Regions from separate parts of the Mus musculus genome. Here all the other regions are linked to region 3. Evidence: chromatin contacts called from public Hi-C and promoter capture Hi-C data. All regions are on one chromosome and are shown on one strand. The core of a region is the stretch at or near the end of the contact, and the rest is flanking DNA. Distances in the headings are between cores, read along the strand shown.

Evidence for each region. Promoter capture Hi-C pulls out the DNA fragments that hold promoters and counts their contacts. A called contact is a pair of places that touch in the nucleus more often than the background predicts.
Region 1: a Hi-C map of B cells shows a contact between it and region 3, with 8 read pairs. The contact joins the enhancer-like site here to the promoter of Slc38a9 in region 3. A contact is called at or near these places in 3 of 39 promoter capture datasets (liver and pre-B cells) and 1 of 484 Hi-C or Micro-C datasets (B cells).
Region 2: a promoter capture Hi-C map of neural stem cells shows a contact between it and region 3. The contact joins the promoter of Hspb3 here to the promoter of Slc38a9 in region 3.

What each region holds. Positions count from the first base shown.
Region 1 is chr13:111,632,750-111,636,380 of GRCm38.p6, forward strand. All of the region lies in intron 2 of Gm15286 (a long non-coding RNA gene), which reads left to right. Among named protein-coding and RNA genes, the nearest start is that of Mier3, 52 kb to the right of the region's middle. Within about 2 kb of position 1,597, at least 71 of the 459 cell types and tissues checked have an H3K27ac peak or open chromatin away from gene starts, as enhancers often do. A contact at or near this core is called in B cells, where this site is marked.
Region 2 is chr13:113,661,705-113,665,494 of GRCm38.p6, forward strand. It overlaps Hspb3 (heat shock protein 3), which reads right to left and starts at 1,972. Exons shown (of 1, transcript NM_019960.2): 1 at 1,192-1,972. The coding sequence starts at 1,788. The coding sequence ends at 1,324. The region is part of intron 1 of Gm34586 (a long non-coding RNA gene); the gene reads left to right.
Region 3 is chr13:112,658,237-112,662,033 of GRCm38.p6, forward strand. Slc38a9 (solute carrier family 38, member 9) reads left to right here and starts at 2,530. Exons shown (of 15, transcript NM_178746.4): 1 at 2,530-2,636.

The sequences.
Region 1 (3,631 bases), core at 347-2,846, 1.0 Mb before region 3:
TGTGTGTGTGTGTGTGTGTGTGTGTGTGTACATCATATATCATATCTCTGCTGTTCCCAGACACAGCTACTCTGGGAAGTCAGGGGTTTAAATGAATTTTAAAGAGCACGAGACTCGGTCCACAGCACAGCTTATAAGCCAATATTGATAGGTTAGATTCTCTGTATTTTAATTAGGGTGTCTAAACATTTACGGCTTCCAGTTGTTGATGCAGTTCGATTTGAATTTGCCATGTTGATATTTGTTTTCCATTTCCCCATATGGCTCTCATTTGCCTTGCTCCATCTCCATCTGCACAAAGCTGTGAGAACCTGGAAGAATCCATACTTTTTGCCCTGTTTTCAGTGACTGTCCTTGGGGCTGGAGTTTTGCTCTCCACTCCACTGCTCAGCCTGGCTGCCTTGTCCACTCCCAAATCTTGGGACAGCTCACTACTACACAGGAGAGAATTCAGACTAGAATAATTCTAAAACACCCTGGAAGGCCAACTGAGGCACTTTAAGAACTTGTTTTACCCAGTTATCCAACTTTACTTCCAAAACCTTTCTTCATCTATTCTTTTTATTTTCTCCTCAATAAGTGTTTATTTACTCCTTCTTGTCTTTTTAAATTTTCTTCCATATGTAAGTATGTATGTATGTATGTATGTGTGTATGCTGTATGTGTGTATGCTGTATACACATGTATGAGTATAGGTACTCATACCATGATATGGAGATCAGGGGACGATGTGCAAGAGTTGGCTCTCTTTGTCCACCTTTACATGGGTTTCAGGATGGAACCCAAGTAATTGGGCTCACAAGGCCAGTGCCTTCCCCACTGAGCCATCTTGCAGGCCTCTCTTTAATCTTAGGTCTAATTTTGTTCACACTTAAAAGATCTTATTCTCAGCTCAGGCTCAATCTCAGCATGTATTTTTTTTCACACTTTTCTATTTACACACAAGTCTCTCTCTCTCTCTCTCTCTCTCTCTCTCTCTTATAAAATTTTGATGGTCTCATAACGCTTCACCCTCTGCTACTTCTATGTAAGGCCTGATCTGACTCCCTTCCCTTACCCCATGAGAAAAAGGGGTTCCCCCCTCCACTGAGTTCTCTGACTATTTTGTGAGAGAGTCTTTCAACATTTAACACACACACACACACACACACACAATATATATATATATATTCTGTTTGTCCCACTTGAGGCTAGAGAAACCATTCATTATTGAAAAGTCTTTTTCACATTGTTCAAAAAGAAAAACAAAACAAAAGGTTCTTTTTTTTTTCAATTTCTTTTTTCCTTTTTTTTTTTTTTTTTTTTATTATTTGAGAATTTCATATACAAGCTCCCTGACCTCTGAAACCAGAGACTGAACCTCCGACTTCATGCATGCTTGGCCACTAAGGTCCATGGCCTGGTGGTAAGCAGAGGTTCTTGCTTGCAAACAGCAGCAATAGATTTCAAGTAACTTTAATCGGAGAAGCAAGTATTGGAAGAATACTACATAGTTAATAGAGCTGATAAGAAGGCTGTAGAGATAAACTCAGCCATGGCCCAGGGTGCAAGGGCAGTCGGGAGGAGCCGCCACCACCCTGTCCTGCTTGTTTCTCTCTGAGTGTGTCCCGTTTGCAGTACAGGGGCACTGGGAAGTCTTGACAAACTGATTAAACTGGGCATCTGTACACCCCGAGTCTCTAAAGGACAGGGAGAGGGAACACACACCCCTTCATTTCCTATTGTGGTAGGTATTGGGATGACTTTGAAAGTAACAGTTTAACAGCGCCTCCCGTCTCTGGGACAGTGCCCAGGTGAAGATACAAATGTGGCTTCAACTCTAGTTTCCCACAATCCTCCTGGGCCTCGTTTTCCTTATGTCAGCTTTATTTGCAGCATAGATGGCAGCCAATTAGAAATAGAAGTTCAGAACATCTTATTTCTACCCACTAAGGTTCACCAGGAGGGTGTCACTGACTGACCTGAAAATGGTCCCTTAACCACTTCCTGCCAAGAAACAGCAGGGAAGGGGAGAAGGAAGTTTGTAGCATACTCTCCCCCCCCCCCCCGGCCGCCCGGGGACTGAGGGGGACGTTGGGGGAAGCCGGTGGTTCCTGTTTCAAGACTCTGGCTCGCTGCACCTGTGCGTATCAGGCAGCCCTGCACCTATAACATGGGGCAAGAAGAGGAGAAACTTTCTCTCCTGCCCCTTTGGGGATCCTCCAGTATCTTTGTATACAACTATCAGTTATCTACTAGCTAGGTGATTCCCCAAGGGACGAGGTTGTTTCTATATGAGAACAGATGGTGACCACAAAGACAAAATGGCAACAGCATTAATTTCCATCCCATCATTAGCAGTTCTTGGGGTATTAAAATTCACACTTGCTCAAGTTACTGATTCCATCTCATGGAGGTCCATGTTCTCATGTAAAGATACATAAATGTCGTACTTGTGAAGTAAATACAAAACATTATACTCTAAAACGAAATATAATACAAAGAATGATATGTTTGATGAACTTTATTATGGAAACTTGCTAGTAAATAACCACATCACACACACAAAAAAAAAAGATTTATTTACAAATAAACTCAACTTTACTGAAAAATAATAAGGTTAGACCTTTTTTGGGTTTTTTGTTGTTGTTTTCTTTGAGACAGGGTTTCTCTGTATAGTCCTGGCTGTCCTGGAACTCACTCTGTAGACCAGGCTGGCCTCGAACTCAGAAATCCGCCTGCCTCTGCCTCCCGAGTGCTGGGATTAAAGGTGTGTGCCACCACGCCCAGCTGCAACAGACCATTTTCTATACATCCTCCCTCCTTATGAACATGCTCTCCAAAGTCGATAAATTGTATGTCATAATTGATTTTAATTAATGCACCTAATTTCCCCAAGTTTTTATCTGGTGTCTTTTTTTCTGTCCTGGGCCACATTCAGGAAAGTTGTCTGTTGTCTTCTCTTCAGGCTCTTCTTGCCTGTGAGTTTTCCAAACCGTAACTTTTATGTTTTTTTTTTTAAAGATTTATTTATTTATTTATTTATTATATGTAAGTACATTGTAGCTGTCCTCAGACACTCCAGAAGAGGGCGTCAGATCTCGTCACAGATGGTTGTGAGCCACCATGTGGTTGCTGGGAGCCGAACTCTGGACCTTCGGAAGAGCAGTCGGGTGCTCTTACCCACTGAGCCATCTCACCAGCCCAACTTTTATGTTTTTGACTATTTGAGGTGAATTGATCGGCTATTCTGAGGAAAGTTCCTTTGGCTGGCACTGCTGTGGTATCTTTCCTGTGACTGGACTAGAGGGATGTTTTTGGGGGAGAAAAGCCAGAGGGGTAATGTCCTGTCACACCGTATAGTAGGAGTATGCTGCCCTGCATCCTGTAGTGATAGAGTTTATCGGGTGACAGAGGTAAAATCTGTGTCTTTGAAGGAGAGATCAAGACGTTATACAGAGCTGGTGTGTGACAGGTAGAGAGGCTTCCTTAATGACAAAGTAGTTTCAATTCCAAACTCATCTTCCCCAAGGGGATGTGCAAAAAAAGATGAATGTGGTGGGCCAGGAATTGTGGATCTCAGAAAGGAATGCCTGCAAAGTGGGGCAGTGGCTGGTGTCTGGAAAGTTAGACTTCAGGAAGGCAGAACACT
Region 2 (3,790 bases), core at 722-3,221, 1.0 Mb after region 3:
GTCAGCTTTAGACACGAATTTCATATAAACAGATGCTCCAACATCTTTTCGATGTTAGCAAAAAGTAGCAAATGTCACCCCAGACTCTGTTTGATTTCTGGTTTTTACTGACTCCCCAACTTCCCTGTTTTAGCTTGAAGAGAGGAGAGGCAAGATGGAGGAGCACCATGACAGCTGTCTGCCTCCACACAGGTGACAGCCACACTCTGAGATCTTCTTTCTATTCTTAGCACTGGCCTGGCCTCTCTCCCTGTGAGCTCACATTCAGCACCCAGTGAAACAGAAAGCGGCCACTTTCTCCACGGAAGTATTTAGGATGCATAGAATGAGCTAGCACATATTCTAAATGCCTACGAGCAGCTGCTGAAGGCAAGCCTCCCTTTCTTAACCTCTACCAGCTCCATCCAGAGTCAAAGCAGCAGTTTGGGAGAACAGAGGCACTAAGGGAGTCCTGACAAGCATGTGCTGCCCCAGACTATGCACCCAGCTCTCATGGCTGCGTGAGCTCAGGTTCCTCACTGGCCGCAAGGTTATTTAAAACTTTCGACCAGTAGAGACAGCAGACGCTGGCACTGGCCATCCCCCCTTCAAAATAGCGAGCATTAAGATTTCCTGAGCCCAGCAATGCAACGTTTTAGTTTCCCACACCTAGCATACGAGACACTATACACTCTGGGCTAACAAATATAACACCAAAGCAAGTAGTATACATTGTCTAGCAGCAAAACTTCTGGTAGGGTTCAGTTTAGCTTTGAAAACTATATGTGGTCTATATGGGAACTTTTAAAAAACTAAAATACCTGAAGATCCCCACTGATGTTTAAATGAGCAACAACTGTTGTGACTTTTAACTAGATTCAGACCCAGGTCCCGTAAATTATAGTATACAGAAATAAAATTTTCTCTTTGAAGCCCTCCCCCCTCTTTCTAGCAATGCAGAAACTTTTCATACAGTGAGGAAAAATCAGATCTCTTTACTGACAAGGACTGGTTTGCCATGGGTTGTCCAAATGGCCTCTGTGGAATTTTAGACTCATCAAAAACCAGGCTGAGCATTCTCTAGTACCAACCACAGTCTGCTAGCTCTGAGGTGGCTTCATTGTAAAAGCAGCAGCACTCCTAACTGCACAAACACATTTGAAAACCTTCCTTTCTGGCTACCAATAAGAAAGACAACCTCCACATACCAGGAACGGTGGATACATTTGGTTTTTTTTAATCCTCATAAAAGTGACAGCAATCCATCTCAAAAGTTTAAGCATTCCCGGGGTGTCCCTGGCTTTCATCTTCCTTCCTGGGGTATGAAGAGCAACCAAAAGGCTTTCACTTGGTCCCTAGTGAATCTTTGACTTCCACCACCAAGATTCCATCATGACAGAGGATGGCAGACAAATCTTTGGTTTCGACTCCATCTGGCAGTTTGTACTGTCTGGTGAAACTCCGCGATATAAACCCGTGTTCGTCCATTCTGGTTCCGTGCTGTGCCTTGATCAGCAGCCAGCCCTCGAAGGTCTGGATGATGATGTCCTCGGGCAGGAACTGGACCACATCCAGCAGGATCTGGAAACGGGATTTGCCTTCTCCGGGTGGCTTCTCCGTGGAGGCTGAGTCCTCTGCCAGAGCCTGTGGCGTGCCTGCGCCTCTGGCTTTACTCAGGTCCTCGATGGTTGGCCCGGGCAGTGCGTATAGTGTATGATCCAGTCTGCAGTCTTCTAAGCCTCGAGCTTCAAACTCCTCCTGATAACGCACTGGGGTCTCTATGAGGTGCCTCAAAATGATTTTTGCCATAGCAGAGGCGACTCCAGCGTTGAACCACTTCCCTTCCGTGAGTGTCTAGTCTCTGGCGTTGCCTGCGGACTCGATTCTTAGTCCTAGCAGCTCCGTTTACAGTCCTGCCCAGACGGCAGCTTAATTGGGGCTGAATCAGACCGGCACACTGACTCTTGTCTTTTCACACACACTGACAATGAATGGCTATTTATAGCCGCCTCTGCGAGTTGCATTTAGCTCACAGCCTGTACAAGTGGGCCAGGCAGGGATCGCACTTGCACGCTCCCTTAGCCTTGGCAGGCCTGTCTGCCTTGTTCACCCCAAAACACAAAGTAGAAACCAGAAGCAGCGCTTGAAGATCACACCGTGTGACCTGCAAAGTGTGCAATCATCTCAGTACAAGCCTCTCCCTCTGCCTGAAAATTCCATTCGGGGAGAGACGATTCTAACTCTGGTTTATGAGAAATCAATCAATTTCAAACAGCTACTAAACTCCAGCTAAGTTCGGATCCTATTCCGTTCTTTTTACTCTTTTGTGCCTAAAGGACACCTGAACCACATCAGCTGGTGTTTGTACATCTGACTCGGCAAAATGAGATGGGATGACTAAGCGAGAAGACTGTGCAACTTCAGAGGGAGCCTGGGAGCTCAGGACTGACAGAAATAGTCAATAGCAGAGGGCAAAATGCAAAGCGTTCAACTATTTCATATTAAGGTTCAGAAAACAAAGAATGAATCTAATCAACACCATGCTATTGAATGGGCAAAGACACTCACTGCACATCATTTCTCAACTAGAGCACCCTTTCATTGTCCTTCCACTGGCCAAGACTGAGGCAGCTGCCGCGGAACTTCTTCAAGATGTGCTACATAAAAATAGAGTCTGCCAAGGTATTTTATATTATTTGTGACTATTGAGAAGGGTGTTGTTTCCCTAATTTCTTTCTCAGCCTGTTTATCCTTTGTGTACAGAAAGGCCATTGACTTCTTTGAGTTAATTTTATATCCAGCTACTTCATTGAAGCTGTTTATCAGGCTTAGGAGTTCTCTGGTGGAATTTTTAGGGTCACTTATATATACTATCATATCATCTGCAAAAAGTGATATTTTGACTTCTTCCTTTCCAATTTGTATCCCCTTGATCTCCTTTTGTTGTCTAATTGCTCTGGCTAGGACTTCAAGTACAATGTTGAATAGATAGGGAGAAAGTGGGCAGCCTTGTCTAGTCCCTGATTTTAGTGGGATTGCTTCCAGCTTCTCACCATTTACTTTGATGTTGGCTATTGGTTTGCTGTAGATTGCTTTTATCATGTTTAGGTATGGGCTTGAATTCCTGATAAGAACTTCAAGTCTCTAAAGAAAGAAATTAAAGAAGATCTCAGAAGATGGAAAGATCTCCCATGCTCATGGATTGGCAGGATCAACATTGTAAAAATGGCTATCTTGCCAAAAGCAATCTACAGATTCAATGCAATCCCCATCAAAATTCCAACTCAATTCTTCAACGAATTAGAAAGGGCAATCGGCAGATTCATCTGGAATAACAAAAAACCGAGGATAGCAAAAACTCTTCTCAAGGATAAAAGAACCTCTGGTGGAATCACCATGCCGGACCTAAAACTGTACTACAGAGCAATTGTGATCAAAACTGCATGGTACTGGTATAGTGACAGACAAGTAGACCAATGGAACAGAATTGACGACCCAGAGATGAACCCACACACCTATGGTCACTTGATCTTTGACAAGGGAGCTAAAACCATCCAGTGAAAAAAAGACAGCATTTTCAACAAATGGTGCTGGCACAACTGGCGGTTATCATGTAGAAGAATGCGAATTGATCCATTTCTATCTCCTTGTACTAAGGTCAAATCTAAGTGGATTAAGGAACTCCACATAAAACCAGAGACACTGAAACTTATAGAGGAGAAAGTAGGGAAAAGCCTCGAAGATATGGGTACAGGGGGAAAATTCCTGAATAGAACAGCAATGGCTTGTGCTGTAAGATCAAGAATCGATA
Region 3 (3,797 bases), core at 1,280-3,779:
TTATAGAGGACATGAGACTTGGTTCTTTATTATTTGTTTTTTTTTTTTTATGAGTAATGGAAACATAGAGGTTCCCCATACTTTCTACATCTGTATATAGCTAAACTTTCCACAAAAACAGATGAAAAAACTAGGCCCGGTGATTCAGGTTCTACTACTACTGCTACTACTACTGCTGCTGCTGCTGCTGCTACTACTAGCATTTAGGTGGCAAAAGGGTCATAAGTTCAAGGCCATCCTGGGTCACAGGGCAAGTTCTGGGTCAATGTGGGATACAGAGACTGTAATTAAAAATATAAAAATAAATAAAAATAAAAACCAAACAGTCATGAAAAACTGTACTCTCCTCCCTGGCTTTTCCTGGCTGTTCTCGTCTACTGCTCCGAGCAAATCATTCTGAATCTTCCCTTTAGAGGCCTCCTTCTCTGCTTGACCATTACATGTTCCTGGGTATTGTGTGTAGGGCATTTTCTTTATTGCTGATTGATGTAGGTGGGCCCAGCCCATTGTGGGTGGTACCATCCCTGGGCTGGTGGTACTGGGTTATGTAAGAAAACAGGCTACACAAGTCATGGGGAGCAGCCCAGTCAGCAGTACATGATGGCCTCTACACCAGCTCCTGCCTCCAGGTTCCTGCCCTGTTTGAGTTCCTGTTCTGACTTCCTTTGCTGATGAAAACTGATATAGCCAAATAAACCCTTTCCTCTCCGACTTGCTTTTTTTTTTTTCAGCAATGGAAACTCAAGCTAAGTGTGTCTTAGAATTTGTTCTCAATTGTTGATCTATCTGTATCTTGAGAAATTTTTAAATCTTATTCTATAGTACATGAATGTATTATTAAGGATTTCTTAGTGGGAAACCTGGCACAGTACTAGTCTGTTTATTTCTTGCTTGAACTGAGACCTTGTGCCTGTAGCTATGACTATGTGTTCAAATATTTGGACAAGCACTGCCCTGTGAGCCAAGAAACCATGAAACCAAGGTTTTGCCCATAAAACCAAGGTAAAACCTTGTAGGAAACCTTCAAGAACACTAGGCAGTTACAATTTCTTGAGAAGGTCTCTTCTCCCTCTGGTGCCAGTGACCTTCGTCAAGAATGTAGACTGCCATCTTTAAGGTCACCACTACCTGAAAGTGGGAGTTGGCCAGAGCTGCCTTATCAAATTCAGCAATTTTGTTACTGTGGTTTTAAGTATCTCTCCAGCAGTTGTAAGGTGCTTATTTATTTTGCTCTTTCCAATCTTGACTAAAACTGTTTTCTCAGACTGGAATTCAGGAAAAAAAGAAAAAAGAAAGGAAAAAGAAAATTTTCCTATTACAGAGACTTACAAAAATCATGTATCATTCATTTTCAAATGCAGATGCAGATGTACAGCCAGATGCAGTTGTAAGCCTTTTGGAACAAGAACACTGTCAACAAAATAACTTGTATCTCCCTAAAAGGCACCATTCACTACTACTTGCAATTTTAAGCCCTCAGTATCAGAGCGGATATTTAGAAGAGTTTGAGAGCAGAGTTTGGAAGACCTTGGTTTGAATTCCAGATATTTTGCCACTTGAAAGTCTGTCTAGCCTTGCCATGTCACAACTTTTCTAAGACTGTTTCATTATCGGTAAAAATAGGTAAAACATGAAGTTTCCAAAGACTTTACAAAATGATAAATGTAAAATTCTTGGAATTCATTACTATTTGATAAGTTTAGGTCTTGGGGTCTTGATCACATTACAGCACATTGCTTTTGAATGTTAGCTTTCTTTATAGAGCCCTGGTTTTAAGACATGCCATATCAGTCTTAGGGATCTTACCATGAGATGACTTCATTACCAACATACATTGACTTTAGGTGGGGTGGGGAGGGGAGGGACAGGGGGAGGGCCAGGGGGAGAGAGAGACCCAGACCTGGCACTGGTGACACTCGCCTTTAATATCAGCACTCAGGAGGCAGAGGCAGAAGCAGGCAGATCTTTTGAGTTTGAAGCTAGCCTGGTCTACAGAGTGAGTTCCAGGACAGACAGGGACACACAGAGAAACTGTCTCGAATAACAAAACAAAAAACAAACCAAAACAAACACAAAACAAACAAGAAGACCACAGGAGAAAAATCAATGCTCATTAACAACTCCCCCATTCCACCCCAATCCAGCTTCCCTCGGGATCCAAGGGCGTGACCTAAGAACATAACACGAGCCAGGAAAGCCTGAGAAAAACGTCACCAGGGACGTCAGGCACATCATCTTGTTCTCACGTGGCCTGTGATGCTGTAAAGCACCTAAAGAGATCTCTTCTTTTTCTCTCTTCCTAGGTAGTTCGGGAGGAGAAGACAACCCAGCCGGTCAGATGTTCGAGCACCTGCTCAGCGACCCCGCCTCCGGAGCTGGAGGGCGGGGTTCTTTGATAGGCTGGCCGGCTGCTGCAGAGCCCTCTGGGAGTTGTAGTTTCAGATGGCGGCGCTTTCACAGAAGCGGTGGACTGTGTTTTCCTAGGACTCCATCCCCCGCCATCCCCCGCGGCCTAAGCCGTTGCCTCTTCCTGTTTAGAGGACTATTCTCTCTAAGCCGCTGCCAACTGAGAGGTCTGTGAAAGGGTCTTCGCCTCCTGCTCTGGTTTTCCGACGTAGAGGGATTGGCCTGCTGAGGTAGACACGTTCTCGCTCCTGGCAAACTCACCCTGGGACAGTCCAAGAGGGAGCCCAGGCGAGGAAGGAAGGGCTGAGTTTGCAGCCATCGGGCTGTCAGCACGGAGGGGTCTTTGGGATGCCGGGAGAGCCAAGCCCCGGGCTAGGGACACTGCTCCAGAGTGGCGCAGGTCCCTCGAATGGGTCAAGTACGGGGAGTCCGCGGGAGCTGAGAAAGTCTGGGTCTGCTGGGAAAAGGCAGGAAGGGTTACAGCAGATGAACACCCGAAGCCGGGGTGAGAGGACTGTTGGGATTATTGCAGGGATAGAGAAAGATCTAGAGAGGAGAATTGGGAGCGGAAGCCCCTGCTGTGCCTACCACACTGGTGTTTGACTCTGACTCACTTGTGCTGGGACAGGTGCTGGAAGATGCAACCCAGGGCTGGGCAATGAAGTCGCTCTACCACCAAGCTACTTCCCCAGCCCATGAGTGACTGACTGCTCTAATTGTGGGTGGCAATGCTGTGTTGGCTGTCTTGAAATACTGGAGTTGTGAGGCAGCTAGTCAAACGTTTTCTCCTCGGTTTACAAATCAGGATGTCTTAAAAATTGAAGACATCTGCTTATCCATCAGTCAGTTATTAGCCAACTTGCCCAAAACCTAATTGTAAGGATCCCCTGGCAGTGCCTCATTTATTGTTGAGGTCACTCTCTGTTTTCCTATTCCATGCCTTCAAATATAACAAAGAAGTGGCATGTGGAGTACCAGACAAAAGTTTTTGTTTGTTCGCTATTTATTTGGGGTTTTGTTATTTGTTTTCAACAGAACTTTTCAGTAGATCAAAAGAAACTTGTAAATTAAAGAGAAACCTGTATGCCTTGTAAACAACTACAATCAGATAGACATGGGGCAAGCCTGTAAGCCCAGGACTTAGGTGAGCCAGGGGAACGGATGGTCTCCAGTTTAAATAGTGAGACTTAAAATCTGAAACCCAGGGCTAGAAAAATGGCTGGTCTCTAAAGTGCTGACCTTGCAAGCATGAAGACCCAGCGTGTATATGGGTCATTGCACCTTTGTAAAAAAAAAAAAAAAAAAAAACAGGTGTTATGGTGCACATAGTGATGTCCAACACTAGTGATATAGGAAAAAGGAAAAAAATTATAAGAGGTTAAAAATTTTTA